Regions from separate parts of the Mus musculus genome. Here all the other regions are linked to region 1. The links are chromatin contacts, called in public Hi-C, HiChIP or PLAC-seq, capture Hi-C and promoter capture Hi-C maps. All regions are on one chromosome and are shown on one strand. The core of a region is the stretch at or near the end of the contact, and the rest is flanking DNA. Distances in the headings are between cores, read along the strand shown.

What was found. Promoter capture Hi-C pulls out the DNA fragments that hold promoters and counts their contacts. A called contact is a pair of places that touch in the nucleus more often than the background predicts. HiChIP or PLAC-seq counts read pairs in DNA pulled down with a chosen protein or histone mark. Capture Hi-C pulls out chosen DNA fragments and counts their contacts.
Region 2: a capture Hi-C map of embryonic stem cells shows a contact between it and region 1, with 6 times the contacts expected there. The contact joins the promoter of Utp18 here to the promoter of Car10 in region 1. A contact is called at or near these places in 4 of 39 promoter capture datasets (embryonic stem cells and hippocampal neurons), 3 of 115 datasets of contacts at active chromatin or transcription factors (embryonic hindbrain, embryonic stem cells and forebrain) and 1 of 9 other capture datasets (embryonic stem cells).
Region 3: an H3K4me3 HiChIP or PLAC-seq map of forebrain shows a contact between it and region 1, with 8 times the contacts expected there. The contact joins the enhancer-like site here to the promoter of Car10 in region 1. A contact is called at or near these places in 7 of 39 promoter capture datasets (embryonic stem cells, frontonasal cranial neural crest, liver and 2 more), 7 of 115 datasets of contacts at active chromatin or transcription factors (embryonic forebrain, embryonic hindbrain, embryonic stem cells and 3 more) and 1 of 9 other capture datasets (embryonic stem cells).
Region 4: a contact with region 1 is called in a promoter capture Hi-C map of hippocampal neurons, with 6 times the contacts expected there. The contact joins the enhancer-like site here to the promoter of Car10 in region 1. A contact is called at or near these places in 7 of 39 promoter capture datasets (the 3T3-L1 cell line, cranial neural crest, embryonic stem cells and 3 more), 1 of 484 Hi-C or Micro-C datasets (cerebral cortex), 4 of 115 datasets of contacts at active chromatin or transcription factors (SST interneurons, embryonic forebrain, embryonic stem cells and 1 more) and 1 of 9 other capture datasets (embryonic stem cells).
Region 5: a Hi-C map of cerebellum shows a contact between it and region 1, with 2.3 times the contacts expected there. The contact joins the enhancer-like site here to the promoter of Car10 in region 1. A contact is called at or near these places in 3 of 39 promoter capture datasets (embryonic stem cells, hippocampal neurons and liver), 1 of 484 Hi-C or Micro-C datasets (cerebellum) and 2 of 115 datasets of contacts at active chromatin or transcription factors (embryonic forebrain and stem cell-derived neural progenitor cells).
Region 6: a contact with region 1 is called in a Hi-C map of cerebellum, with 2.7 times the contacts expected there. The contact joins the enhancer-like site here to the promoter of Car10 in region 1. A contact is called at or near these places in 4 of 39 promoter capture datasets (embryonic stem cells, hippocampal neurons, liver and 1 more) and 2 of 484 Hi-C or Micro-C datasets (both in cerebellum).

The regions. Positions count from the first base shown.
Region 1 is chr11:93,096,631-93,101,013 of GRCm38.p6, reverse strand. It overlaps Car10 (carbonic anhydrase 10), which reads right to left and starts at 2,648. Exons shown (of 10, transcript NM_001361708.1): 1 at 2,292-2,648; 2 at 728-1,368. The coding sequence starts at 788.
Region 2 is chr11:93,883,800-93,888,182 of GRCm38.p6, reverse strand. Utp18 (UTP18 small subunit processome component) reads left to right here and starts at 2,417. Exons shown (of 14, transcript NM_001013375.1): 1 at 2,417-2,849. The coding sequence starts at 2,526. Mbtd1 (mbt domain containing 1) reads right to left here and starts at 2,012. Exons shown (of 16, transcript NM_134012.4): 1 at 1,767-2,012. RefSeq lists enhancers at 2,100-2,133, 2,146-2,188, 2,383-2,415 and a cis regulatory region at 2,395-2,402.
Region 3 is chr11:93,826,860-93,831,242 of GRCm38.p6, reverse strand. No RefSeq gene overlaps it. Among named protein-coding and RNA genes, the nearest start is that of Gm35148, 21 kb to the right of the region's middle. Within about 2 kb of position 1,757, at least 41 of the 459 cell types and tissues checked have an H3K27ac peak or open chromatin away from gene starts, as enhancers often do. A contact at or near this core is called in embryonic forebrain and forebrain, where this site is marked.
Region 4 is chr11:93,761,151-93,765,533 of GRCm38.p6, reverse strand. No RefSeq gene overlaps it. Among named protein-coding and RNA genes, the nearest start is that of Gm35148, 45 kb to the left of the region's middle. Within about 2 kb of position 1,848, at least 14 of the 459 cell types and tissues checked have an H3K27ac peak or open chromatin away from gene starts, as enhancers often do. A contact at or near this core is called in forebrain and hippocampal neurons, where this site is marked.
Region 5 is chr11:93,694,633-93,699,015 of GRCm38.p6, reverse strand. No RefSeq gene overlaps it. Among named protein-coding and RNA genes, the nearest start is that of Gm35148, 110 kb to the left of the region's middle. Within about 2 kb of position 2,190, at least 3 of the 459 cell types and tissues checked have an H3K27ac peak or open chromatin away from gene starts, as enhancers often do. A contact at or near this core is called in cerebellum, where this site is marked.
Region 6 is chr11:93,641,145-93,645,527 of GRCm38.p6, reverse strand. No RefSeq gene overlaps it. Among named protein-coding and RNA genes, the nearest start is that of Gm35148, 170 kb to the left of the region's middle. Within about 2 kb of position 2,262, at least 5 of the 459 cell types and tissues checked have an H3K27ac peak or open chromatin away from gene starts, as enhancers often do. A contact at or near this core is called in cerebellum, where this site is marked.

The DNA.
Region 1 (4,383 bases), core at 1,399-3,898:
GCCAGCACATTCTTGCTACTGGGAATTAAGACCTTAATCTAAAGCAGCATTTCTAATACTGTATTGTTTCAGGTGTGTTTGCGGTGGGAGGGCTATGCCACTGGGTTTCAGACACCAGGATACAGTCTTCAGCACCTGGAGAAGGTAGATGGAGGGGTAGGGGGTATTCCCCAGTCTCGCATCTTCCTGCAGTCACTTTAAAGCGCCTAGATACCAAACCAAGGCTCTGCATCTATTTTGCCAGCAGGAACCACTGAGTTTGGGAACTTTGGAAGCCAGGGGTTGGGGGTGGGGGATACCAAGGCTCAGATTTCGGCGCCAGAGTTCTCAGCCAGGAAAGCAGTTGAAAATCAACACCCATTTGCCTCCTCATTTTCAGTCTCCATCCCTTCTCCCTTCCAGGACGCTACAAAGATCCTACCCATAGCGGCACACCTACACACACCTACACACACACACACACACACACACACACACACACACACACACACACACACAGAGTCACACATATATGGACACACAAGCCCGTGCACACACCCTTGGGCTTAGAAGGTCTTTGATTCATAAGATAGCAAAGCCACAGAACGAAAAAGGCCCGTGCCACCTCTTTGCTTCCCGCCCTAAGTCTGCACACGATAAAAATAAAAATAATAATAATAATAACCACACATTCTAAACACCACCACAGAACACACCACCCCGCCAGCAACCCCAGCACGTCCCGTACCTGATATGCAGACGATGAAATTGGCTTGAAGAAGAAAAAGCACCTCCCAGACTATTTCCATCCTCTGATTCTCATTCCAGGTGCATCACTCGACGGGAAAACAGGGGGGAAGGGGGGAGCCCGACACGGTACACACATACACACACGCACACTCTCTCCAGAGAGCGCACACTCGCGCTCCCACCCGACAGCCGGCCAGGGACAGGCACCCCCAAGATCAATAACGCAGTTTGAATTGTTTCGGCAAATCTCCCCTCGGGCTCTTCGGATGTACTCCCCAGATGTGCTGACACATGTCCGATGCCTCGTTGCCTCGGAGGTCTCCCCTCTCTTGTATCTCTGCTCCTCTCACCAGTGGCAGAAATGGCACTTGCGGCGACCGCGGTGGCGGCGGCGGCAGCCACCTGAAGCCAACAGCACTGGGCTTTTCCTGCAAAACCGAGACCCCGATCCGCCGGGCGCCCCAAGAAGACATAGACAACAGCCCCCCGCTGGGCCGAGCTGTAGAGTTCTGGGCTCTTGCTCTCTTTCCGTAGGCTAGCTGAGCCCAGGTAGTCCGCGACAAGTTGCCCTCGAAGTCCGCCCCCCTTCACCGGGGCATGGTCAAAGGGTGACTGCTGTCTCTGATCAGGCCAGTTCTCCTGCTTCCGGAGGGGTGGGGAGAGAGGAGCAGACACCGCACACAGAGAAAGAAAGAGAAGCGGGGATTATTGCCCGCAAACACAGGTCACCAGCTGCCTCCGTTGACCCTCCCTGCTCCCCAAGTCCTCGAGCCGCCTGCCGCCTCCAAGCTGGCTTCAGGCGATGCTTCCAGGACGCCGAGCCCAAGGCTAGGCTCCCAGGACTGGGGTGCGTCGGGAGTCTCACTGACTCCCCCTCGTTGCACGCGCGCTTTCCGCTTTTCTGCTATTTTCCAGGGCTCCCCAGACCCCGCAATTGCCTCGCTTCCATCGCCCGCAACTAGCACCGCCGCCGAGATTTTCCGCAATGCAACTGCAGGGGTCGTTATTTCCTCGCCTACGGATCCCGACGCCTTCCCACTTGGAGAGGAGGAGGGCAGGTGGGGGCGGGAGCACGAGGAGGAGGGGAAGGAGAAGGCTCGGCCAGGTGAGCTTCCGTGCGGCCGCCCGGAGTCCCCACGTCAGCGGGGCGGCCAGGCACCCGGGGGCGGAGGCAAAAAGTCCGTCCCGGGGAGGGCGGCGAGGACATAAGGAGCAGTAGCTGGGAGTCAGCACTTCAGGCCACTGCCTCGGCCGGGACCCTAGGCGCCAGCCTTGGAACTCCGCCCCGCCCGGCTGCCCCGCTTCCCCTCCAGGAGCTTGGAGTTTCTTTTTTCTTTAAAAAGAACTTCTCGGCTGTTCGCTCACTACAGAAAAGCCGTGCGGGACTCATCTTGGAAGGACTGCGCTGTGCTCATTCCCTCTGCAGCGGAATTTGAAGGATTTTTTTTCTTTCTTTCTTTCATAATCCATTCCCTGCCCTCTCCTTTTCGTCCCTCTCCTGCTCCCTCCTTCCCCCCCCCCCCGCCCCCATCCTGCTCGGATGCCAGAAGAAAGCTACTTACCCCACAGTTCTCTTCGCAGATTCCCTGATCAGGTGCAACTCTTGCCCGCAAGTCCCTCACCTCCCTCCTCTCGCAACGGACACTCTAAGTCCGGGTACCAGCGGCCGCCAACCGCATCCCTATCAGAGCAGCTACGGGAGAATCCGATACCATCGGAAACCCAGGCCTCCCGGGAAACGGGTTTCCCTTCTTGTTTTTCTTTCACCGTTTTTCTTTAGAAAAGCTCTCAAACGCTTTGGTGGCTTTTGATGGACCCCGGGATACTCTCGGTCAGCGACACTCAGCAGCTTCCAGGGAAGGAGATTTTCCCCCAGCAAGCCGGCGCGCGCGCACTCTTGCCCAGCGCGCGGCTCTCTCGGGCCCCAGGGGAAGGAGGGGGCGGCGAGAGCACCACCCACCACCCAGGCGGAGCCGGAGCCGCCGGGTCTGCAGAAGGTCTAGCCCTGGAAGGGCGGCCTGGGAATGCAGTGCGGATGCAGGGTAAATGCTAGGAAATCCTGCGCTCCGGACTGCTCGCCTAAAAGGGCTAGGGGTGAACAGGGAAGGAAAAACTGCAGCAGATTTGTGTGCGTCTATCAAGGCAGGAGTGGCTGGCGGAAAGCCCCAGACCTACCTCTTTTAAGGGTGCTGAAGAAGAAGAGGGCAGGGCAGAGGGAATCCCTGGAAAGATCTGGGGTTTGTGGAGAAGCTTGTCCGGATACCCAAGTGTGACGTTGGGAGGCTTTGCATAAGCGCGGATGGACACACACAACAAACACACGCACAACCCACAGGGAATATTTTTGTACTTTTAAATTGCTGATGCTTAGAAGCTGTTTCACTGTGAGCCTCGATCTAATAAGCATAGAAAGAGTGGAGAAGTGGAAAGGAAGAAGGTGGGAAAGAACCATGTTTTTTGATCTGCACAGTAGATGCAGCAAACACAGCGAACATCCAGACTGTGTGGCATCTAAGGGTGCGGCATAAGAGCCAAAGTAGTTACACCAGAGGGCTCCCCGGATTCTTGAATGGAGTCTAGGAAGTCTAGAGATTCTCTGTACTGGGAAGTCGGGCGTCATGAGACCCGGAGGGGAGCAGTGGGGGTGTGGGGGCTGGCGCTGAGAGAGGAAGGAAAGCAGCTAGCTGACTGCAGAAACCAGAGTGTGCGGTTCTGCAGCCTCCGGGGATCCTAAAAAAGAACCGCTGGCAGTCTTGCCTACTCTTTAAGAAGGAGGTGTGGCCGAGGGAATTTTTTCCCCCCTCTGAGACGACAGCCAAGGACTCCAGGTGGCCAACGCATTAAAAATCGAGGCTCGGATGAAATAAATCCATGCTTTTTAGGTAGAGAACTTTGAGACTCAGCAGGAAAGACATTGAGACTTGAGAACATTAATAGAATCAGAGACGGTGAGAATTAGCCCATTTGGGAAACATAGAGGGGAGTGTTTGTCTCCGTGTCTTGAAAGTAGACTGCATGAAAGGGATTTTTTTGAGCAGAGAGAGAAGAAAGCAGTTTGCCAAATGTGAACAGAGCCATCGTAGGTCAGCACCACGGATAGCGACCTACCTTCTGTGATTCCAAGCTGGTTTACTGACAGCAGGAGAGCTTTCTCTCTGGATGTGCAAGCAAAGTGACTGGGTTTTATACCACATAACCATTCATTTATTAACGGATTATGCAAATATCAAGTGACTGACTTATATACATCAAGCATTGTAGTACAGTGTTGTGGTTTTAAAACTGAAAAGCACGATGGGTGTTTATCACAGAGCTCAGAGATTGTGCCTTCCTGTACATTTTGCCTTAAGACCAATGCTAGTAAATAATAGTTCATCCCTTTCTTTCCTGCCTAGACCTGCCACTGTCACTGTAAACGTTTAATTTATCATTGTTTATAATGTATTTAAAAAATAAACTCATGAGATTATTTGTTAGTTAAAAAAATGTATTGATTGATTTCCATAGACCAGGCATTGATGAGTCTCTAGCATGAATTATCTCACTTAGTCATCATTAACATCCCGTCTTGGTCCATTTGTGATGCTTTCACAAAATAGCACAGCCCACAAAATTTATAAATAATTTTTTACACTCCTGGAGGCTGGGAGAGGG
Region 2 (4,383 bases), core at 1,168-3,667, 790 kb before region 1:
AAGAGCACCCGACTGCTCTTCCAAAGGTCTGGAGTTCAAATCCCAGCAACCACATGGTGGCTCACAACCATCCGTAAAGAGATCTGACGCCCTCTTCTGGTGTGTCTAAAGACAGCTACAGTGTACTTACATATAATAAATAAATTAAAAAAAAAGATTAAAAAGTCAAAAGTAAACAATAAATTGTAACAAACATTTCAAGTCTAAGAATTCTTACACTTACACACATGAGGGGTGGGGTGGGGGTAGGGGAAGACAGGCAGGTTCGAGCAAGTTCTTAGTAGGTTAAAGGTGTCTGCTCCCAATCTTGATGACCTGGGTTTGATTCCTGGTTCGCACATGGCATAAGTTAAGATGACTACCTCCACCTGTTCTCTGATCCCCCACCCCCACCCCCGCCCCCACCCCCCAACAGCATCCTATCCTATAAATAAATAAACGTTACAAGAAGCATTTGTGAGAAAGGGCCTTCCTTTTGGAGGGGGCATGGGTTTGCAAAGACCATGAGTCAAAATGATGAGAAGGAATAGTTTTGATCATGTATCTTCCAAGTATTGTATTTATTAGTTTCAGTACTATTCCTCCCCCAGGCCCAATTTTACGCGTTCTTAGAAAAAGTGATTTAGCAAAAGGCAAATAATGTACATTGACAGTACCAAGGATATGGTGTTAAAAATGTCCTCATCGCAAAGAGGACTACTTGTGAAACAGTCATGAAACCCCCACATAGCAGTTCCCTGGCTTCCCAGGGAATAGTTTCAACCATCTTTAGTCATGGAAGCAGCACACTTGATACCGACCCAGCAAAGTTTTCAGTTGGCCCTTACCATCTCTTTACTCTCCCCATCCCCCTCCCTCCACTTCCCTGATGTTCTTTCCTGGCATACAAAATATAGGCCAATGAGCAGTGGGTGGGTGAGGAGGATGTGAGAACAAATTTGAGAAGTAAAAAAGGGAGCAACTTAACCAGGACACGACATGAATGAGACTGAAGGGTCTAATAAGGGCAGGCAAGTGAATATCAGAGACTGAAAGAAACCGAAGGTGCTTTCCTAGGCTGCAGTGCGTGGTATATGGATGTAGGGTTAAGTAGAGGTCAGACTACCTACCACTCGTCAGAAGCTGGGCTGCTTTGGGTGACTTCTAGTGTCTCTTCCGACTCTGAAATGTCAGGATTTCTTTTTCACAAAGGAGAACGTACGGATGGTGGAAGCCCACTGACTTGGAACCCTCAAGTAGCAGCCTTGGCGGCTGACTCCCCGATACCACTCCTACGTCTCCCTCCCACACGTGCCCACCCCGCCCCCTTTCAGTATCAGCACCTCCACGTGCAAAATGCCTCTCGGCGCTGGCTCTACAATGGTGGGCTCCGTCTCCAGCCAAGCCCCGAAACTCTGTATGCTCCTGCCCCCACACCCCCGAGAAACCACTCTCCCACCCTTGGCAGCTAAAAAAGGCAAAGTCTCCTATCTAATCTTTCCCTTCAAGCAGAACGGGGTTGGGAGGGAGCAGAGGAAAAACTTTCTTATGTTTTTTTTTCTCCCTAAGAGAACCCTAAGTCAGGGGTTGAGGGGGGGAGGGGAACCCCTGAACGTTTAACGGCCAGTAGGGGGAGGGGAGCTCCGGAGACGGAGGGGGCGTGGGATGAAGAAGCAGGCCCGCGAGTGGGGTCCCCGAGCTGCGGCGTTCCGGGGGCCGGGCAGCCGCAGGCGTGCCCCCCCCCCTCAAACCTGGCACACAAAGCGGCCGCTGCGCTCGGCTCTCACCAGATCCTTTGTGTTTTCCATCAGGGCCTCATGGGTAGGGGCCGTCCGTGCTCCCCGAGCCCGCGGCGCCCCCTCCCCCCCCGCGAGCAGGGGGCCGGTGCCTCTCCCCGGGACTGCGGCGACTACAGGGGGGACCCCCGGCTGGGCCAGGGCCAGCGACAGCAGTGGCAGCCCCCGGATTTCCCCCCTTTTAACTCGGGTGGCCCCAGGATATCAACAACATTAGCATAGCCCTCCCTCCCCAGCGCGCCTGCGCCGTGACCCGCGCCCCGATTGGCCCACTTCCCCCACGTACCCTCCTCTCTCCCCTCCAGCGTGGGACCCTCGGCAGGCGCCGTACTCTAAGGACCGTACCAAGACCACAAGTCGATGAGGTAATTGAGGGCGCGCGGCACGACGCGGGGCTCAGAATCAGCAGGGCGAGAAGTTTCTTTCAGCCACTTCCATTTGGACTCCGGCCTCCCCGAGTCCCTTCCAATATGTTGCCTCCGAGAAGTTGTGTTGGGAAAAATTTCCACTCCAGTCACGCCGCTTCCCCCTCCACCCGGAAGATCGGCCTTCCCTGAGGAACTCCCACATGGGGCGGGGCCGCCGGACGGAGTGGGAGTGACGTAGCGCGCGAGCGCCGGTCACGTGGCTTGCGGCGGCGCAGACTCCTTCCGGCTCCCCGGGGCCGGGCCGAGGAGAAGAGCGAGCCGCCCCGGCACATGCGCAGTGGTACTCCACGTGAACGTCGGCGTTTTCCCCTCAGCCCTGAGGATGCCGCCCGAACGCAAGAGCCGGACGAGACGAGACCGGAGAGCCGGCGCAACGCCGGGGAGGAAAGCCAGACCCGGGAGCGGCAGCACGCCCGCAAAGGCCGCCCGTTCATCCCAACGGACACAGCCGGCCGAGCCGAGGGCGGCCCCTAGCGCGGGATCCGCGGCGGCGGCGGCAGAGGAGGAGGAGAGCCGGCTCCGGCAGCGGAACCGCCTGACGCTAGAGGACGATAAGCCGGCCGCCGAGCGTTGCCTGGAGCAGCTCGTCTTCGGCGATGTCGAGGACGACGAGGACGCGCTGCTGCAGCGGCTGCGGAGCTCGCGGGTGAGGAAGGCCTGCCTGCCTGCCCGCCTGCCTGCCTGCCGAGCGGGCACACGCTCTGGCGGGGCGCGCGGCGGGAGGCGAGGCCCCGGGGGCGGAGCCTGGAGGTGGGGGGGACCTGTGGCGGCGAGTGCTCAGGTGGGAGGGACCGGCGACCGCGGGCGCCGAGGGGCGCCGTCCGGCTCTTTCGCCTCGGGTTCTGGGCTGCTGGCTGGCGAGGGCGGGGACGCTGCCTTTCTCCGCCCCAAAGGGGCTGCGGCGCTTCGCATCCAGCAGGCGCTCAACTGTCGGCTTGGTTTGCCAAAGGATGTCTGCAAAGTAGAGTCGCTCATCTTCGGGCTCTTACACCCTCTGCTGGAACCACAGGGGTGACCGTTTGATCACCTGTCGCGACTCCGCGTAGTGGATGGAACCAATACGTGGGCAGAAGGCGTAAAGCTGCATTTTAATAACATCGCGGGGTGATACCCACGCCCAGCTTTTGAGAACGATCAGTGTGTATTCATCTCTAACCTTTCTTTGGTTGCTAGCTCTTGTAACAATTGCAAATCCTTCCTGATTGATGCTCTTTGCGCTATTATTTTTGTTCTATACCTGGTCCCTGGACTAAGGGTAGAGACACAGCAGTGGAGGAATCCCACAAGAACCCCTCTTGGAACTTGTGTTAGTAGTGGTAAAAAAGCAAGATAAAAGAGACAAGACTAGTAAAGTTAAAGTATGTTGGTGGAGAGGAAAATGAAAACATTTGAGAAAGGGATTTAAATATATGTGAAGACGTCTTTTAGATAGGGTAAGCTGACTGACTCAATGGGAATATCAGCATTTGCTTAGTTCACCCTTTGTGTGGGTGCTTTGATGGAGAGCTGCAGCAGCCTTCTTTGGGAGGTGGAGACCAGTTATGTTAAGAGCTGTGGGACAGTTCTGTATCCAAAGGACTCACTTGATGGGCTTTGAAAGATCTTAAATCAGCAGTGCTGGTGGATACTGCAGTTGGCTCCTTGGACACTGCCCTGTAGGTTGGGAGAAAGCTCAGATCATTTGAAGGGTTTTTTTTTTTTTTTTTTTTTTTTTTGAGTGCTAGGTTTAGGTTTCGAGTGTGTGGGTGTGGTATAAAGTTTGAAGAAGGTGGAGATGGAGCACATAGAACAAGAGATACTCCTCATGAGGCTATGAGACACAGCCTATGTTGTGTGGGATTCTAGTAGGCCCCGGGCTCTGTAACTGTTGGGCTTTGATGCTTGCTCTTTACCTGCCGGCGGCTTACCTTTTACCCTTGTCTACTGCGGTCTTTAGCTTTCCGTGCACTTCCCCCCCCCCCCCCCCTTCTATCCTGCCTCACCTGTCCTCATGGTGGTTCTGATCTCCTTTCCTGCGTGCTCCTTCAGCATGTGCTGTGGTTGTGTTCCATCACATTATTTCATCAGCACACCAGGAAAGCAAAAGCATTCTATAGGCTATTGTAGTATAAGGAGTGTGTGTGCGTGCATGTGCTTGCGTGTGCGCTAGCAACTTGTTGGAGAATCACAGTGGTTTGACG
Region 3 (4,383 bases), core at 508-3,007, 730 kb before region 1:
TGGACCATCTAGTGATTGCCATATCCAGAGATCCATCCCATGATGGCTGACACCATTGCTTTTCTTGCTCTTTGATGCTCTCTCCTAAGTAGCCTCTTTTCTTCCCATTCTCCCGAGAGCTGGGCATATTCTATTCTGTCTTTCTCTGATTCATCTCTTTGCCTGTCACTCAATTAAACATCAGTTTCAAACATGCTTCCTCTACAAACTACCTTCATCGTTTGGGATTAAAGGTGTACACTAAGGGGGTATCTGTATTCCAGTTAAAGGGATTAAACATATGTTTTAAGGCTGAGCCACACCACAAGTAGAAACAAGGTTTTTCTGGGAACAACACATTCTCCCAGTTCACAGTGTGATCAAATATCCTGCAACTGTCGTAGCAGCAAGTTCCAGGCCAGCAATGGCTACACAGTGAGATGATTCCTACCCTCCCCCCCCCCCCCCAACCCGCTTCCAATCCTCATGCCCAACAAAAGCAAACAAGAGCAGCAACAAAAGCAAATTGGCTCCTTTCCAGGCAGAAAAAAGAACAAACTAGACACTGCAACATCTGGGGAGCTCTCAGAACAAAGAGGAGGGGAGCCACCCTGGGAGCCGCAAGCATGTTGGGTGGGTCTGCACCACGGAATGAGAGCTTCTCTGGTCCATTCGGTACATTTGTGAGTTTGAACCAAAGGTACCTGCCTCCAGGTGCTTTCTCTGGAAACTTCTCCCTGTTCCTGTGCATCTGTTGGGTGTGGTGTCTTCCAGGCAATAGAATGGGGCCCACCTTATGGACGGGGCCAGTGAGGTAAGCACAGTAAGGAGGGAGCGATGACACACATGTCCTAGTATGGTGTACCATGTGCTTCCACCCAGCGCATGCGTACTCCACACTCTGCTTTTCTTAGGTGTTTGGATCTGCCCTCACCCCCCTATAAGCCACAACAGGATGAGACCAGCATTTGGTCTCCATAGCCACTCGGTGTGCTCCCGTTCCTGCTCTTATGGTCCTGTCACTCTTTCCAGAGCACTCTTGGGTAGAAGTGAAGGGGAGAGCTATGTCGCTTGGCACAGACCGGGCGGTGGAAGGATGCCAGGCTCTGAAGTCAAGCATACTTGGGTTCCGATCACAGCTGACTGTAGTAACGTACTCAGCTCTCAGCTATCACAGTCACATTTGGGAGGAAGGCTAGTGGGAGATCCCTGGAAGGACTGCTAGAAAGACAGAACATGTGAGGTAGCTAGGACAGACAGACGCTGGACATCCTTGAGGACTCATATTGGCTTCTTTTTCTCTTCCGTCTCTCCTTTAGGAAGTAGCATATATGGAAGATAGGCCCGTAATTTCCAGCGAGACTGACCTGTGTCAGACCCCCTCCCCAAATACTCCCCCCCCCACCAGCCTCAGCCGTGAACCTGTGTGGCATCTATGACAAGTAGCTTAACCTCTCGGACCTTCTCTTTTGCCAACCATAAACTGGGGCTAGTGGCAGAGACTGGCCCCACTCAAAAGTTGGTAATCACACAGGACAATGTTTGTACAATACCCAGGACGGAGTGGGTTGAATTCACGTAGGCAAGTTGTCTGTGTTGTCTCTGTTTGTGGCTTGATGGAGCTGTTCAGTTATTCGTGCCTCAACAAGGGAGTGAGTTTTACAAAGCATAGTCGCCCCCCTCCCACCCCGCTTTCAGGAGAAAATGTGAGCTCAGGAGTAGCCCTGAAGAATATTAACTAAGACATCTGCTTTCACAGGCTGTCTGTACAGAGGGCTGCTTGGGCTCACGCCTGAGTTGGTATGCCAGTGGCGTGCCAAACTGCAGCTTTGTACAGGACAGAACCTTTCTTGCCAAAAGACTCTCTGGCTTTGTCTGAGCCACGCAGATCCCCAGACATCCTGCATGACAAAACATTCCCTCTGTTATGTCAGGCAGGTGTAGCTCCTGGTACTTCATTTATAAAGATGGCCATTAAAAGCTTAAGCCTCACATCCCGGGCTTCCCCGGAGGGCGTTTCTTATATTTGTCTACACACAGACAGTAATGTGTTCCTGTTTAGCATTGCCCTTAGCGCATGGAGACATGGAAAGGCCGGGTGCTCCATGCGTGAACAGATGGAGTCCTCTCTGCACATCGCCTATAGTCCAGAAGTGCCCAACGGGCTCAACTTTCATCACCTCTGTGTGAAAGGTAGAGAGGGGGAAGGCTCCTATCACACTCCCTGTCTCCTCCAAATTGAATTTAAATGAATCCTGGGCATTGCAATCAGAGGCACATGGCTTTGACATTTACTCACCTGGAAGAGACACCCTGGTCCTTTGAAATCTCTGTCCTAGTCATCTTCAGAGCAGGAGGAAAGTCGCTGCCTCAGAAGGTTGATAGAATGAGACGCTGTAGTGTTGGCTCAGCATCTGGCCTGGAACAGCATTGCCACTTGGCAATGTCCTTCCCTCCTTCCTATTGCTATTTTCTCGGGGAGGTCTGTTTAAAGGGTGAGTTAATTAGGCGTGATAATGCTAAGCTGTCTCAAACGGAATCATTGTGGATGGTCATCTGGAGTGACCACAGCAAGTCTCTAGGTCACTTGGAGGCAGGCAGCGCTTTAAGGGCTTGGCCACTGTCCACATAAGCAAAGTAAGGCATAAAGGAAGGGGGTTTGCAAATGTGCTGGACCTGGTCTCAGGGTGGGCTTTCCCTAGCTCACCTGGCTACACCTTGTGTCACTTCTCAGCTGGTAATTTTTGCAGTTGGTAGCTGTGTCAGGTAAGCCTTCCAGTGTGCATGTGACACATGAGGGCCTCCGAGGGTGGGGTTGGCTTCTTTCTGAGTGGCTGATGATTTTTGACCTTATTTTCCAGGTCACTTTGTCTGTCCTTAGCCTGATTGTGGATAAATGGGAGAAATGAGGGGTATGGGTCACCCAGATAGGCCACAGCTTCAGGCTTAACACCTTCATGTGAGATCTTTCTATTTTGGGGGGCTGGAGCTTGAATGCAGGGCCTGTGTATGCTAGGCTAGAGCTCTCCCAGGAAGGTACATGCCCAGAACTCCAGGTGTGATGACTTCGCTTCTTCTGGAAGTACTGGGAGTTGAACTCAGGGCCCTGTGTGTGTGTGTGTTAGACATTTGCACTGTAGAAGAAGGAATCAGACCAACCTTTGCTTCCCAACCTGTCTTCTGTGGAGTCCTGGGTTATAGGAAGCCTCATGGACAGTTACATGATGATCAGATAAGGGTCCGCAGCCATGGGTCAGGCAAGGAGAAAGATTAAAAATTATTTTAATTTTTGTTTAAAAAATGATGCTTCACCCCAATGTGTTCTCTCTCTCTCTCTCTCTCTCTCTCTCTCTCTCTCTCTCTCTCTCTCTGTGCCTATCTGTCTCTGTGTTCATGTGTAGGTTACAGAACACTTTGCAAGAGTCAGTTTTCTCCTTCCATTATGTGAGTCCTGGACTTAGGACTCAGGCCATCGGCGTGGCAGCATACCCACTCACTGAGCCATCTCAAATATCTTTTTACTACAGGGCTTTGCTTCTTACAACATGAATCTTTACTATTTCCAAACTCACAATACCTCATTTTTCTTCCCAGAGTACTCACCGAGATTTGAAAGATGACGTCATCTAGTGGTTAAGGATACCGCTAGGATTTGGGAGCGGATGCCTTACATACAAGCCCTGCTTTGCTGCTTAGTATTGTGTTAGATAGAAATTGTTATCTCCACTTTCATTTAGAACACCACAAATTGTGTTGCATAGTAAATGACCATATACACACTTGTGGTGGCTTGAATATATTTGGCCAAGGGAGTGGCACTATTAGGAGGTGTTGTCTTGTTGGAGTAGGTGGTGGCCTTGTTGGAGGAAGTGTGTCACCTTGGGGGTGGGCTTGGAGACCTTCCTCCAAGCTGCCTGGAAGCCAGTCTTCTCCTGTCTGCCTTTCAATCAAGATATAGAACTCTTAGCTCTTTCTCCAGCACCATGCCTGCCTGAATGCTGCCATGCTTTCTGCTATAAGGATAATGGACTGAACCCCTAAAACTGTAAGCCTGCCCCAATTAATGTTGTCCCTTATAAGAGTTGCCTTGGTCATGGTGTCTCTTTACAATAATGGAAAGCCTAGCCGAGACAATGGTGTTTGAGAGACAAGGGCTCTCTGGAAGCTCCTGTTGGTCTGGGATTGGGAGAGCTGATTTAGGTCATCATTGCAGTGTCTCTCAGAAGGCCTTATGACCACAAGGCCAGGATTTGGTCTTATCTACATTTCTATTAAGTCAGGGGCTGCTCCTGAGTCTACTAGAGTGTTGGTGTAAAGCAGTTCTCTGGAGGGCTGTCGGCAGAACATTCTTTGTTTCGTGCTATGTGGGCCCCTCCAGTTGCCCACTCCATTAAAGCCAGGAAG
Region 4 (4,383 bases), core at 599-3,098, 670 kb before region 1:
CATCCCAGCTATCTTTACATCACAACCACCTGCAGTGGCGGTTAGAAATCCAGACATTCTGCACTGGAGCCTTCGAAGAAGACACCGAGAAACCTGCATTTTAAATAAGCCCTCAGGATATTCTGCTGGTGCCTGAAGTTGAGAAGGAGATAAAGAGCCATTGAAGAGTTTCTCGAGTGGCTGAATCTGTGCTTTAGACAAGTCTCCCTGCAGCGGAACATAGGGCAGGAAAGATAAAGAAAGGCAGGAGTCCACTTGGGAGCCACTTGAAATAATACCGTGGGTGGCTGAGGATGAGCTGACCACGGAAGAGTGAGGCAGGATGCAGAGACACTGCTACGGTGTCAGAAGCAGCGATCTGGGAGGGAACATTGAGACAGCTGTCTGAGAGCTAGCTAGCAGGATGTCTGCATATACAGAGCGTGTGGACAATGCCCGTGTGCTCATACAGAGAGTGAAAGACACTGTTCTCAGTTGTAAAAGGAAAGATGTTCGAATTTTATGAAGAAGTCATACTTAATATGACACTGAGTGATTTTAATTTAATTTAATTTTTGAACTAGGGGGATAGAGTCTTACGTTACCAGCCTAGCCTTGAATGTGGTTGAAGATGACTTTGAACTTCTAGTCCTCCTGCCTCTACTTCCCAAGTTCTGGGATTTCAGATGGGTGTCACCACCCATCTGGTTTTTTATGTACTATTGGGGCTCGAACCTGGGGCTTCATACATGCTGAGTCATATTTATAGCCTACACGGAGCAATTAAAAATTATTTTCAAGAACTTTTATTGCGTCCATGCATTTATTTATTTTGTGAGTGCATGCACGGGAGTGTGGATGTGTGTGTGTGTGTGTGTGTGTGTGTGTGTGTGTGTGTGTGTGTGTGTGTGTATGTATGGGCACATATGCCGTGGCAAAAGTTGGTTCTCTCTTTCTACTACGTGGGTTCCAAGGAGAGAATTCAGGACATCGGCATGAACCTGATGCCAGTGTTGAAGTGGTGGGACTTGAATTCTTTTTTACCTCAACCCAAATCTAGTTTTCTCCTAGGACTTCATTGCTAATAGATTGTGTTTAGCATTCCAGATACCTCCCCATATATGCACATACATAATTCTATGGATGCTCATAGTTTTATTCTATGTCCTCTTGCTTGCCTTTTGTAGATGCATGTGATCTGTGCATGAGTTACATATAACTGGAGCTGGGTGTGGTGGTGGCTCACACTTGTAATTGGCCTTCTGGCATCTGGGACAAAAGGTGCACGTTGCAGTGCCTGGATTGATTCGTTCTTTTTAAAGGGCTACATGGTCCTCTCCCAGCACTGGTTTCTCCTACCTCTCATGCAAAGGTTCTGAATTTAAACATAGACCTATTTCTCTGTAGGCTCCCGCTGACTCTCAAGCCAGGGGTTTCCTTCTTATTCTCCAGCCTTTGCACTCAGTGCAGGTTAACTTCCTCTTGGCAATCAGACACTCTCCCTCTCCCCCTCCCCCACTCTGTCTCTCTCTCTCTCTCTCTCTCTCTCTCTCCCTTATGTAGCCCCCAATGGCGGTGAATTTGTGATTCTCTTCCCTCAGCCTCTTGGATGCTGAGATTGGAGGTACCCACTTATGTTTCATGAGAACAAACAGATTGAGACCTGTACCTTATCCCTGAGGGAGGGAAGCCTCCATGGGGAAGGCTTTGTGGTTCCCACAAAAGGCAGGTTGATCTCTGCGCCCCCCCCCCGCCCCCGCCCCCGCCCCCCCCTCCCCCCCCCCCCCCGCCCGCCTGTGCCCCTGAAATCCTGAGCGTACTTCTTATTTTGGGAGCACACCTTCAAGCTGAGCATTCTCTCTCACTTACTGCTCAGTCTACTCACAGGAAGCACTGGAGAGGGTTCACTGGAAGAAAAAAAAAAGTACTTGAGAAAGGATTTGGAAAAACATGTTTCTCATTTCAGCTGTTGAAAGAGACATGAAGGTGACAGATTCGTCCCTAGTGCATCTCTTCCGGAGGACCTCTCAGAGGTGACTTGTAACCACACCGGCCAAGGCGATGATTTATTGGTTGCAAATAATTGGAAGGTCCTTGTGAACCATGGAACGAGGGTTGTCGTGCCACCACCGGCTTCTCCACCCACATGCTAATGGAAGAGCCGCGTGGGTTTGCCTAATTGAAACAGTCAGGGTGGAAACCGCTGAAAAACCTGCTGCTTCTATTTATTCTCTGGGTTTCTATGGAGAGAGGCGTGCTCCTATAGGCGATCCTTTAAAGTAGGATGCGCGAGGAAAACAGCCCCCTGGTGGTGAGGGAGGTACCTAGGCTCCGTGGAGTTAGTGGCTGGGTTTGCAGGAGTGTCCTGTGGTTATGTGAAGGGGAGGAGAAATGGACTTTACACTCAGTGGGTTGAAGGAACAGTCGTTTTAGTTATAAAATAACAAAAGCTTACACGAATTTAAAAAAAAGAGGGCCTGTTGTACTCTATTCACGGTCTTTCTCCTCAGGAAACACTGAGGTGGCAGAATGCTAATGCAGTCCTTCTTGTTTTCCTACTGGGGTACAGGGAGGTTAGAGGGGCTGCCTGAGGGCATCAAGGAGCAAGGGCAGGAAGACAGCAGACTGGCCATCGAAGGTCCTGGTTTAATTTATTATGGGATGATCAGTTTTCGACACTTTGACTGAGCTGACAGAAATGGGAGCAGAAGTCTCATGGTCAAGGGCTTCTCTCGAAGGGTTTCAGTGTCTCATATCCCACTGTGTGACATCATGGGCATCCTAGAAAATAGCCTGTGTACTCTTCTGGGTCAAGACCTAGCATGATTTTCCTCCCTCCTTCTCTTTCTTGGTCCCCTCCCCACTCTTTTCCCATGCAGCCCATACCGGCCTCAAAGGCACTATGAAACCAATGCTACCCTTGAATACTTTAATTCTCCTGTGCCTACCTTGTGAGTGTTGGGACGAGAGGCCTGCCCATCTGTGTTCCATTTCTTTCTTAACAGAGAGGAAGGCACAGGACTATTTTTGAGATGGATTTTCACTTTGTTGCCCAAGCTGGTCTTGGACTCTTGAGCTCAAGTGATCCTCTTGACCCAGGCTTCTACATGTCGAGATTAGAGGTGTGAACCATCATGCCTGACTCCAAAATGCATCTTAAAAGGAAGCTTTTGGCTGTCCTGAGATGGAGGGAGATATCTTTGAAGTGGTGTGATACACTGTAGCCAGGGGAGGGTTTTGTTGTTGTTGTTTTTTGTTTGTTTGTTTGTTTGTTTTTTAGGACAGGAGACAAGGTCCTGTCTAGAAGACTCAGGAGAGGCGAAAGGAGCACTAATTACTAGCACAAGGCCGAGCAGGCTTGGGTGTGGTGTGGATGGAGCAAGGCAGCTCTGATGTTGTGAATGGAGAGAAGATGTGTAGACTTCACCTACAGTGTTACTGGCTGCATGGCACAGGGACAAGATCGCATTCTGGAGGGGCCAAGAGAGTGTAATAGGGTGATAGCATGTTTTAAACACGTCCTTATCATGTCTGCAATGTTCATGGTGCATCTCAGTTTGCAAAGGCTTCAGTGTTTCATTTAATTAGAGGAAGAGGAATTCCGCCACAATTATTACTTGGGAGGTTCGCGCATGTCTCTGTGCACGGTTGCATTTTGGAAGAACTCTTCGACTCTGCTCAAGTTTGGGATGTAAATCCTCCCTAATTTTTGGGTTAGCTTATGTCCTTTCTTTTTTATTTAAAAAAAAACTTTGCTTTTTCACAATTTCATATGTACATAAAATGTACATATTTTGATCATAATCCTCTCATTATCTTTTTTTTTTATTCTCTTCTCCTCTCGCTGAAATTCTATATCCCAACAAGTTTCCCTCCTACTTTGTCTTTTTTTAATCTGCTCACCGCATTTGATTAGGGCTGCCTGCATAAGCAGGGGTGAGGGGTTACTTATTTGAGCAAGGGCGACTTACTTGCGACTAGACTACTGAGAAGACAACCCACTCTTCCCCGGCCACCATTAACTTGCCTGCAGCATCTGAGGGAGGGGTAGGTTACTGTGAACCCCTCCCCATCCATGATGGGATGCTGGTTCCCCTAGACGTGTGCAGGTCGGGTACCGCTAGCCACAGCTGCTGTGAGTCTGAAAGTTTAACTAACCCCCACCCCACACCTGGAAGTCTAGCCAAAGATCTTGAAACAGAATGGTAACAGGCATTTTCCTGTAAATGGCTCTGAGAGAAGTCTACAGAGAATAATTGGGGAGCAAGGGCTGTGCTCCCTTTTGGTGAGAGTGAGTACCTGAGAATGACCCTCGAAAGGGGAAACACTAACTCTCTGGCAAAGATACTCAATGGAGAGGCATTCTCCTACTGATGGCTTCTCTCCTGTCTAACCCTACTAGCC
Region 5 (4,383 bases), core at 941-3,440, 600 kb before region 1:
ATACCCCAGAAGGAATTGAGCAGTGTGTAAGAATATGAAAATTCTGGAAAGACTTTGTTTTGCTGGAACATTTGTTGACACAGAATCAAAAAAGGAACAAAGCATTGTACTTGAGATGGATCTTCAGTCTGCTTGAAGGGGACAGTTAATACACTGGAAAAAAAATCAAAAAACAAAATAAGTTGTATAGGAAGGTATATGGCATTGAATGCTCTGGAAAACCATAAGGCAGAATTAAGGGGCCAGGGGGATGCTTGGAAGGAGTAAGATCCACATAGGGTGGCTGGGGCAGACCTTGTCTAAGCTCTGGATAGGAGGGAATGGTGAGGCACATGGATTTCTGAGAAAAGATGTCCTAGGAAGAAGCCCCTGCTAGTGCAGAGTGTGGAGTGGGAGGAGCTATGACAGTGGGTGGGGCATAAGGAGCACTGAGGGTGAGATTTAAGGACAGAGAGTTAATGGTGGGGAGGGGCTACACAATGTACTGCAGAGCCTTTTGGAGGACCCAGGAAAGCCATGAGCAGGATATTGTGGGTGTGGTGCATGTATTTCTTTTCAAGTTTTGTCTGTAGTTCTTCATGTCATAGTTTTGGGGAATAAACCTAGGTTCACAAGAACAATAATAGAATTCATTTTCCGTGGCTCTGCTCCTATCTGAATGGCCAGAATCCCAGTCTGTCTTAGAAGTTATCTCAATGAGTTCAGGAAAGCTCACTTGTGCGTGCACAGCCATGATTGCATGTGGCACACATATATGTGGCAGCCAGAGGTATCATAAGGCTCTGTCCACCCTTCCCGCCTCTCAGGGTCTCTCATTGATCTGAGGCTTGTGAGCACCAGGGATCCCCCTGTGTCTGCCTCCCACTGCTGGGATTATAAATGTATGCCGCCATGCCCTGGTTTGTTTTTACATAAGTTCTGACATTCAACTCAGATCCTTATGAACACTTTATTGACAGAGCTCTTCCCCAGTGCCAAATTCAAGAGGGCTATTTATGACATCAGCTGGCAGCTCTATGTCTGGCTGTCCACTGCATGCCTCCTTCTCCTATACTGAATCCTCATTCCCCTGGTGGCACAAAAGACTGACATAGTCCGGCTCTGATTCTTACTGGGTGAGAGAACTGCACTCTTGAGTACTCTGAACTGGGACAGGATTGTCAAACTGTTCTGGGCACCAGAGACTATGAAAACAAGCCTCTTGCTCCCTGTTCAGGTTGCTGGGGGGTGTTTTGTCTTTGCAGTGACTTTGGGTGGTGATAATGACTTTCACATCTCATTAATACCATAGACTCCCTCTATCTAGCACAGATTTATTATTATAATTAAAATTACTAGACAGAAGCAAAGGAGCCTATGAAGAAGCCATATATATATATATATTTGTTGAAGTAGTACATTTCTATACTTTAAAAAGTCAAGTAGTGCTGGAAGACTTTAAAAAAAAAGCCCAGTCTGCTCTTGCTTCATAGCCATCTTCCATCTCTCCAGAATCACCCTGAGTTTTTAATTGTTTTCTCTTGGTATTTACTTCTGGGCTTCTAAGAAATATGGCTACCAAGCTCTCTCTTCATTGATCATTTTTAGACAGGGAGTATGGAGAGATGATGAGAATTCTAAATCTCTTGTACCCTCCCGATATGGTTCTAGCATTATGTAACTATAGAAAACCCCACGTTTGCTGCTTTTGGCAAACACTCCAGTGTTCTTCATTCTTGCGCTAAGAGTGCGCTGTTTATTTTCTTTTGGAACAAGTTGCCTTTCCTAAGATTAATATTCCCCCCCCCCACTTTATTTTCACTTCATTCATCTTTTGGACAGCTCTTTCCACATCTGGGCACAGCTGTACAACTATTTAGCGGGTGGACAGGGATAAGCAAAGGCTTGCTTGATCATTCACCACTCACTAGCTTAACTCCATGCCCATGAAGATGATCAGGCCCCAGAAGCCTCCCGGGCACTTTCTCATTTTCTCGTTTTCCTTCGCCTCTTCATTCTTCTGCCTCTCCTTCATCACCTCTCATTCCTCATCCATGTTGGCTTGAACACAGGGGCAAAGCTCTGCTCTATGCATTTTGACTTTGATTCATTCAACAGTGTAATAACAGTTTGCCAACTTCTATTAGCACTATCCGTCTGCCACAGTGGTATGGAGGATTTTTTTTTAAAGCCTTGGAGTTCCTAGAGAACCCCTCCTGGGCACTGCCCTTGGTGGACCATCAACCCCAGAGGATCATGGGCAGCAAGATTCCTGTTCTCGCCTTATTTTCCCCTCCCCTTCATCCCTACTCCCCGTGTTATAATTTGGCCTGGCTGCCCTTACAGTACGCGGGGCTCTGGGCTGCCTTGTGATGGGCACCTGTGAGCACCTGTGCTTTCTGGCAAGCATCTCTGTATGAACAGCTTGAGTGTGATCTTTGTGATCGCAGGTTTTGGGCTTTCAAAGTGCATCCTAAATATTTGCTCTCCTTCTTGGTTCACTATATTTTGCCAAACTGGAACCCTACCCTCCTGTCCGTATAACTCTATTTTTTTGAGTCTTTTACTTAATAAAAAAAGCTTGGGTCTCAGCATTCATCATCGTGATTAATGTGATTCCACTAATAACCTTTTTCTACTTGGGAAGACTCCAATTATGGCTGTATTTTGTGTTTGGCCTTGGGCCAGTTTCTAACTCACCTAGGCTGGTTTCCCGATGCCTCTGTGTGAGCATTAACCTCTCCTGTCTCCACGTTCTCCTGCAGACTTCAGGCAGAGCCCATTCTCGGGACCTTCTGCTGACCCATCCTTGGATAAATAAGCCCAGCTGCCTGGGGAGGGAAAGCCTACCTTTCTCTCTTTCTGAATAGTTCAGACGCAAGGCTATTCAAGGATTCTTGATGGTTTCCCCAAAGGTGATATCAAGCCACATTCAGCCTTCATAATTCTTTGGCTCACTCCTCACCCTTATAATTAATAATGGAACCTTGCCAGAAGTACTGATCTTTTAGGATGCTCTTGAAGGAGGAGACTCAAAGGGATCCGCACTGTAAACCCTTCCCAAGCTCTAGGCTCTCTTTGAACACAGTGGAGGAACTGGGATCTTTAGAGAGGTAAGAAGAGAGAAAAGAAAGTGGTTTTCAAGGTCAGACAGCACTGGATATGTGACTCTGAGAAAATTGCTTAGCTTCTCTGGGTCTCAGTTGACTCCTTTGTGAAATGGGAGGATGGTTATCATTAGAGTTGGGATGAGGATTCAAAGGATAAAAGGGATGATGCCTATAATATGACCAGTGGCTCATTTCTACTCCCACAGTAGTTCCATATACTAAACAATACCTAGAGATGCTAAATAGCCCATCTGTATGAGTAGCCCTGTGTTTTGCTTTTACATCAACATATGTTTATTATTATTAATTATTATTATTTTATTTTATTTTTTACTTAAGCAGACTTTAATGAAAGCTGTGCGTGAGATGTCTCTTCTCTGCATCTTCTCGATTGTTTCTTCCTTGTATTTGCCCTTGTCCTTTCCTACTTGTCAGGACTTGGCTTTCCTCTCCAGGATCTTGTGGCCCTTGTTCAGCTTTAGCCTGGTGATGCCCACCTTGCTGGGGTGGATGCCCACATGAACGGTTGTGGTTGTGCCATTAGCCTTCTCTCGCTGGACTCATTCAATGTAGATGATGTATTCCTTCCTGTACACTTAGACTACCTTGCCAATCTACTCACCTTTGTAGTGTCCTTGAACACCCTAAACTTCATTATCCTCCATCATCCTTTCGGATGGGCATAGACTGAACACTATACTTCTGTCTCAGCTCTTTGGAAAGAGGGGAAGTCATGGTCTTCCCCCGAATGTGAGAAGGTGCATTGAGATGACTTTCACATTCAGGGGAATGCCAAATTTGCAGTTCTTGCTTCTGCCAGAAGTCACTAAAGGATTGAACTTCATTTTGGCAGCTGTGACCTCCCCCCCCCCCCCATGGCTACAAATGGAAGGAGCACAAATGTTATTCTTGAGGGTTTTTATTTTTTCCACCTGTTCTCGCAATGGCTTGGAAAAAGGGTGTTTAGTAGCCATACACTAGGGATAAACTCAAATGCATGTTATGTTCAACAACCATACCATAAGATGTTCATTTATCATATACCAGTAGAGGTTCACGGCAGTTTTCATAAAATATCTGCTACTAATTTCAGTCATAATTCTTATGAGTTATCATATGAAATAACAAAAAAAAACTAGAACAAGCATCCTTTTAGATAATTAGACATCCAAGGGCAAATCCCAGGACCCATCACAGGACTGAAAGGCTGAGCTGATAGCACAGAAAGCCTGTTACACCTAGCTACTGAGGTTGTAGTCAACCATGTCTGATAGCTCAGTGTAGAGTGGAGGAT
Region 6 (4,383 bases), core at 1,013-3,512, 540 kb before region 1:
GCACACCTCACAATTTTAACCATTTAATTTTGCTGAACTTGTATGATTATGGGTTAGTCAATGGTAAGTGTAAATTGATATTATTAACCTGATTTTTTATAAAACTGGGACCCAAAGAACTTAGGGTAATTATTTAAATTTTATTTAATTTATTTACATTTTAAAAATGAATTTTAATGTTAGTACACAGAACAATAGGTTTTATTGTGACTTTTCCCTACACATGTGTTATTAGACTTTGCTCTCTTCTGTTCTCATTCCCCACTGCCCTCTGATGCTCCCCTCACCAGCTCTGGCTGATTCTCTTCCTTCCCCCGGGTAGTCTCCCCACATGCCCCCTCTTTATGTCATATGTATTCATCACAATCTCTTTTACTCCCCTCCCTAAAGATCTGTTCCCCCTTCAGTAATTTCCCTCTCATATCACGACTTCATATATATAAATCACACACACACACACACACACGCACACGCACACGCACATGCACACGCACACGCACACACACACACTCACATCCACCCACATATATATCCAGAGTCTGCTATGAGAGAAAATGTGGAATTCGTCTCTCTGTATCTGGCTTATTTCACTTAACATGACGAGTTGGGGTTCTATATTTTCTTGTACATGTGATGCTTTCATTTTTCTTTACAATTACACACAATTCCATCACATAGGCTATTTCTTTACTCACCCATTAAAAAAAAAAAAACACTTAAAGCATGGCTAGGGTGAGTGAAATGACTCAGTGACTTTCACATTTGCTATGTAATCTAATGATCCTGCAAGTTGACCTCTTCTTGACATAGACACACACACACACACACACACACACACACACACACACACACACACACACCACACCACACCACACCACACAGACACAGATACATACAGTCATAGAGAGATACAGAATCAGACAGATACAAAGACACACAGATACAGACAGGCACAGATACAGACAGGCACAGATACAGATAGACACAGAGACACAGACAGACAGACAGACACAAACACATAGACACTGATGCAGACACATAGACACAGACAGACAGACAGACACAGATACACGCAGAGACAGACAGACAGAAAGAGACAGACAGACAGAGACAGAGATAGAAAGAGGGACTGGTACCTCCATACCCTAACATGCACACACAAAGTATTGAAAAATTAAGAATCAGGGATACTAGAAATGTAAAAGTCATGAATGGCTAGCGTTTGTTGTTTGCTTTCTTTTTCTCTTGTGTGGCGTTATATTCTAAACCACAGTTTGGTAAATGCGTTTATGAGCCAAAGCTTGTGTTCTCTCAAGCTTATGCCCTAAGAGTAGCTTTTAAATTTTACATTGTTGAAATAATTAAAAAAAAATTTCATAAAAAGTACATAACATTTGAACTTCAATATATCTAAACAAATCTTTATTGGGATCTAGCCATGCACATTTATCCCCATATTGTGTGTGGCTGCTTTTATGCTACAGTAGAAGACTTGTAAAGCTGTGGCAAGGATCTGTCCACAGAGCCCAAGATGTCTACTCTCTGGCTTTCTGATGAGTTTCTCGACCTCTGTTCTGGACCACTCTCTCAGTGTTACACTCTTTCCTCTTTGCTGACCGCTGGCTTCTGGATCACTCTCTGCTCTCCTGAATGTCCCGTTGTCTGGATGCCCAGCATACTCCAGAGTTCAGATTCAGCTCATTCACCTCTTATAACACATACCCAACCCTGGCTAGGTTGCCACTCTCTCTCAGTCACTTGTAGCTATGGAGTTACTTGTGTGTGATTTCGAAGTGAGCCAGTCTGCCTGGACACTTGTCACAGATGCCGTCTTCGTGTTTTGCTTTATGTGTGTTGTGACTTCCCCTAAACCAAGCACAGATATGTTGAAAACACTACGCTCACAAATTGCTGCGGAAGAAAGACATATTGCCACCGCGATGGGGATGGCCATCTGCCGTTATCAGTGCGGAGGAGATTGCTCAGGGAGCCTGCAATGCAAATGTGTTTTTAAGCTTGACTAATGCTTAAAACCCTAGATGGTGACAAGTAGAAAGGTTCTGGGTTCTAAGAAAAACCTTACTTCCTCACTTTGTAGCCTCTTACCACCACAAACACCCTTTCTTTGAAAAAAATATTTTTAAAGAAAAATAAATAAATATCATCACCATTTTCAAAAAGGGAGCCATCTGGTTTTGGCAGGTAGGATGCTGGGACCTGGTTCAAATTTGCAGGTAGCTTGTACCGACGCCCAGACTGTCTCTGCAAGTCATCAAAGGGTCCACCAACAGTACTGGCTTTTTTCCTCATTCTATTTCTGTAACCTACATCCTTTCTCAGGAGGGTTTTCGGACTGACCCTCCCCACAGCTCCCATTACTTGCCTCATTCCTCTGGCTCCCAGTGGTAAGCACAAATTAGCTCTCACATCCATTCTGTCCAGTTCAGTTTCACAGTTCTTGGGTTTCCAAAATTGCAGTTTCAGTGTGGTATCTTGATGCCTAATACAGAGCCTGTCCGTGTTGAAGTAAATACTCCCGTATAAGAGTCTCTTCAACAACTGGTGACTTAGCAACAGCCAATCAATACCCTGAAATAGCCCACAGCGGCTTGCCTCTCTCTCTCTCTACTTCTTCCTTCAGGTTCTTTCCTCAGCTGTTCATAGCCTTAGGTTTCAGTGCCTTCTGGGCACTCCTCTTAAGTCTCTGTCCCTCCGAATGTGTCCCCTGAAATTCTTGTGAAACTAAACTTACATCCCTTGCCCCATGTCACAGTTGCTCAGAGGCAAGGTCATAGCTGTGATAATAGGAGAATCTTCTAGGAACTAAGTTGCTAGAAGCCAAGAGGTGTTAGAACAACAGACCTATCTAGTGCCTGAGAGGTGGGAAATGAAACCTGCGTCTTAGCTCAGTGAACTCTTAGGTTTCAGATGGACTGTTTGGACCTAGAGAATAAGCTCCCTCCTAGTGGAATTATTTGAATTTGATTTGCTCCTTGCCACTCCATGCACCTTGGCCAGCACAACAGGCCTGCTGGCATTTAGTCTAGGCTCTGCCCCATAGTTACCTGGCAATAGCCAGGTATATCTGACTCACTATAAAAGGGGCTGCTTGCCCCCTCCTCTCTCTCTTTCTCTCTCTCTTGCCCTCTTGCTCTCTTTTCTTGCTACTGCTCTTTCTCTATCCCCATTCCCTTTTCCCTCTCTCATGGTTGGCTTCTACTCCTCTTCTCTCTCTCTCTCTCTCTCTCTCTCTCTCTGTGTGTGTGTGTGTGTGTGTGTGTGTGTGTGTGTGTGTGTGTGTGTCCCTTTTTCTCAACTCCCCTCCCTATGTCCTGAATAAACTCTATTCAATACCATCCTGTGGCTGGTACTTCAGGGGGAAGGGATGCCTCAGCGTGGGCCCACAGAGGTACCCTCTTACCCCACACTATACCACACGTACACCAAACATATCCCTCCTTTCTTATCTTTTCATAAAACACAACAAGGCCTTCTTCCAGAAAACACACAGACAACTTCAGAGGTTCCTTTGTAGTTTTAAAGTTTCACTATGGTCAGTTCCCTTAAGAAGTGGGAGCTAATGGTCTTATGTTGTTGACCAGGTCAAAGAAAAGTCACTTATTTGTATATTATATCTCTCTGACTCAAAGCAAAGTAATGAAAATCCCACTTTATTCTCTGGGGAAAAATGGAGAACTCAGCGTTTTGAATCTGTCTGGATTTCTCATGACCTCGAGTCTTCACTTATTCTTTCATTTCCTTTATTCACTCAGTGAATATCTCCCAACAAACACTATTTATGTGTTTATGATAAACCGTGATGAGACTGGAGCTAGCTCGTGGAGAAGATTTCTGCTCACACGTGCACTCTGCTAAATGATGTGACAATTAAGCCACCAGAAAAACATTATGTACAAAAAAGGCAGAACAGAGAATTAAAGCAGAGCGACCTCCTCGGGAGGTGGCTATTTTGGACTGGGCTGTCAAGGAAGCCATTTTAAGAAGTTGGCGTTGGTTTAAACCCTTGAGTACATCTAACGTCAGTTCTGAATAACCTTTGGCAGGCAGGAATCCTCCTGATTACAGCCTCTGACCCCAGAACTTCATACTTACTGGTTATTGCCCACGCTAAGCCTGAACTCTAGCCCTGAGAAAGGGACCCAGATAGGAGTAGACTTTATCAGAGCAATTCTGTCCCATTTTTCCAGCCAAGCTGCAGGAGAAAGAGGTGAAGACAGAAGCTATTAGGAACAGTGAAGGGCAGGCTTGTCTGAGTGGTAGAGGTGAAATGGGATCTTGTCTCTGTCAGATAAAACTAGGAAGCCTGCTATGTGAGTGAATCAGAGGGGTGAATGGCTGCCAAAGCTGAACAATGAAGGGCAG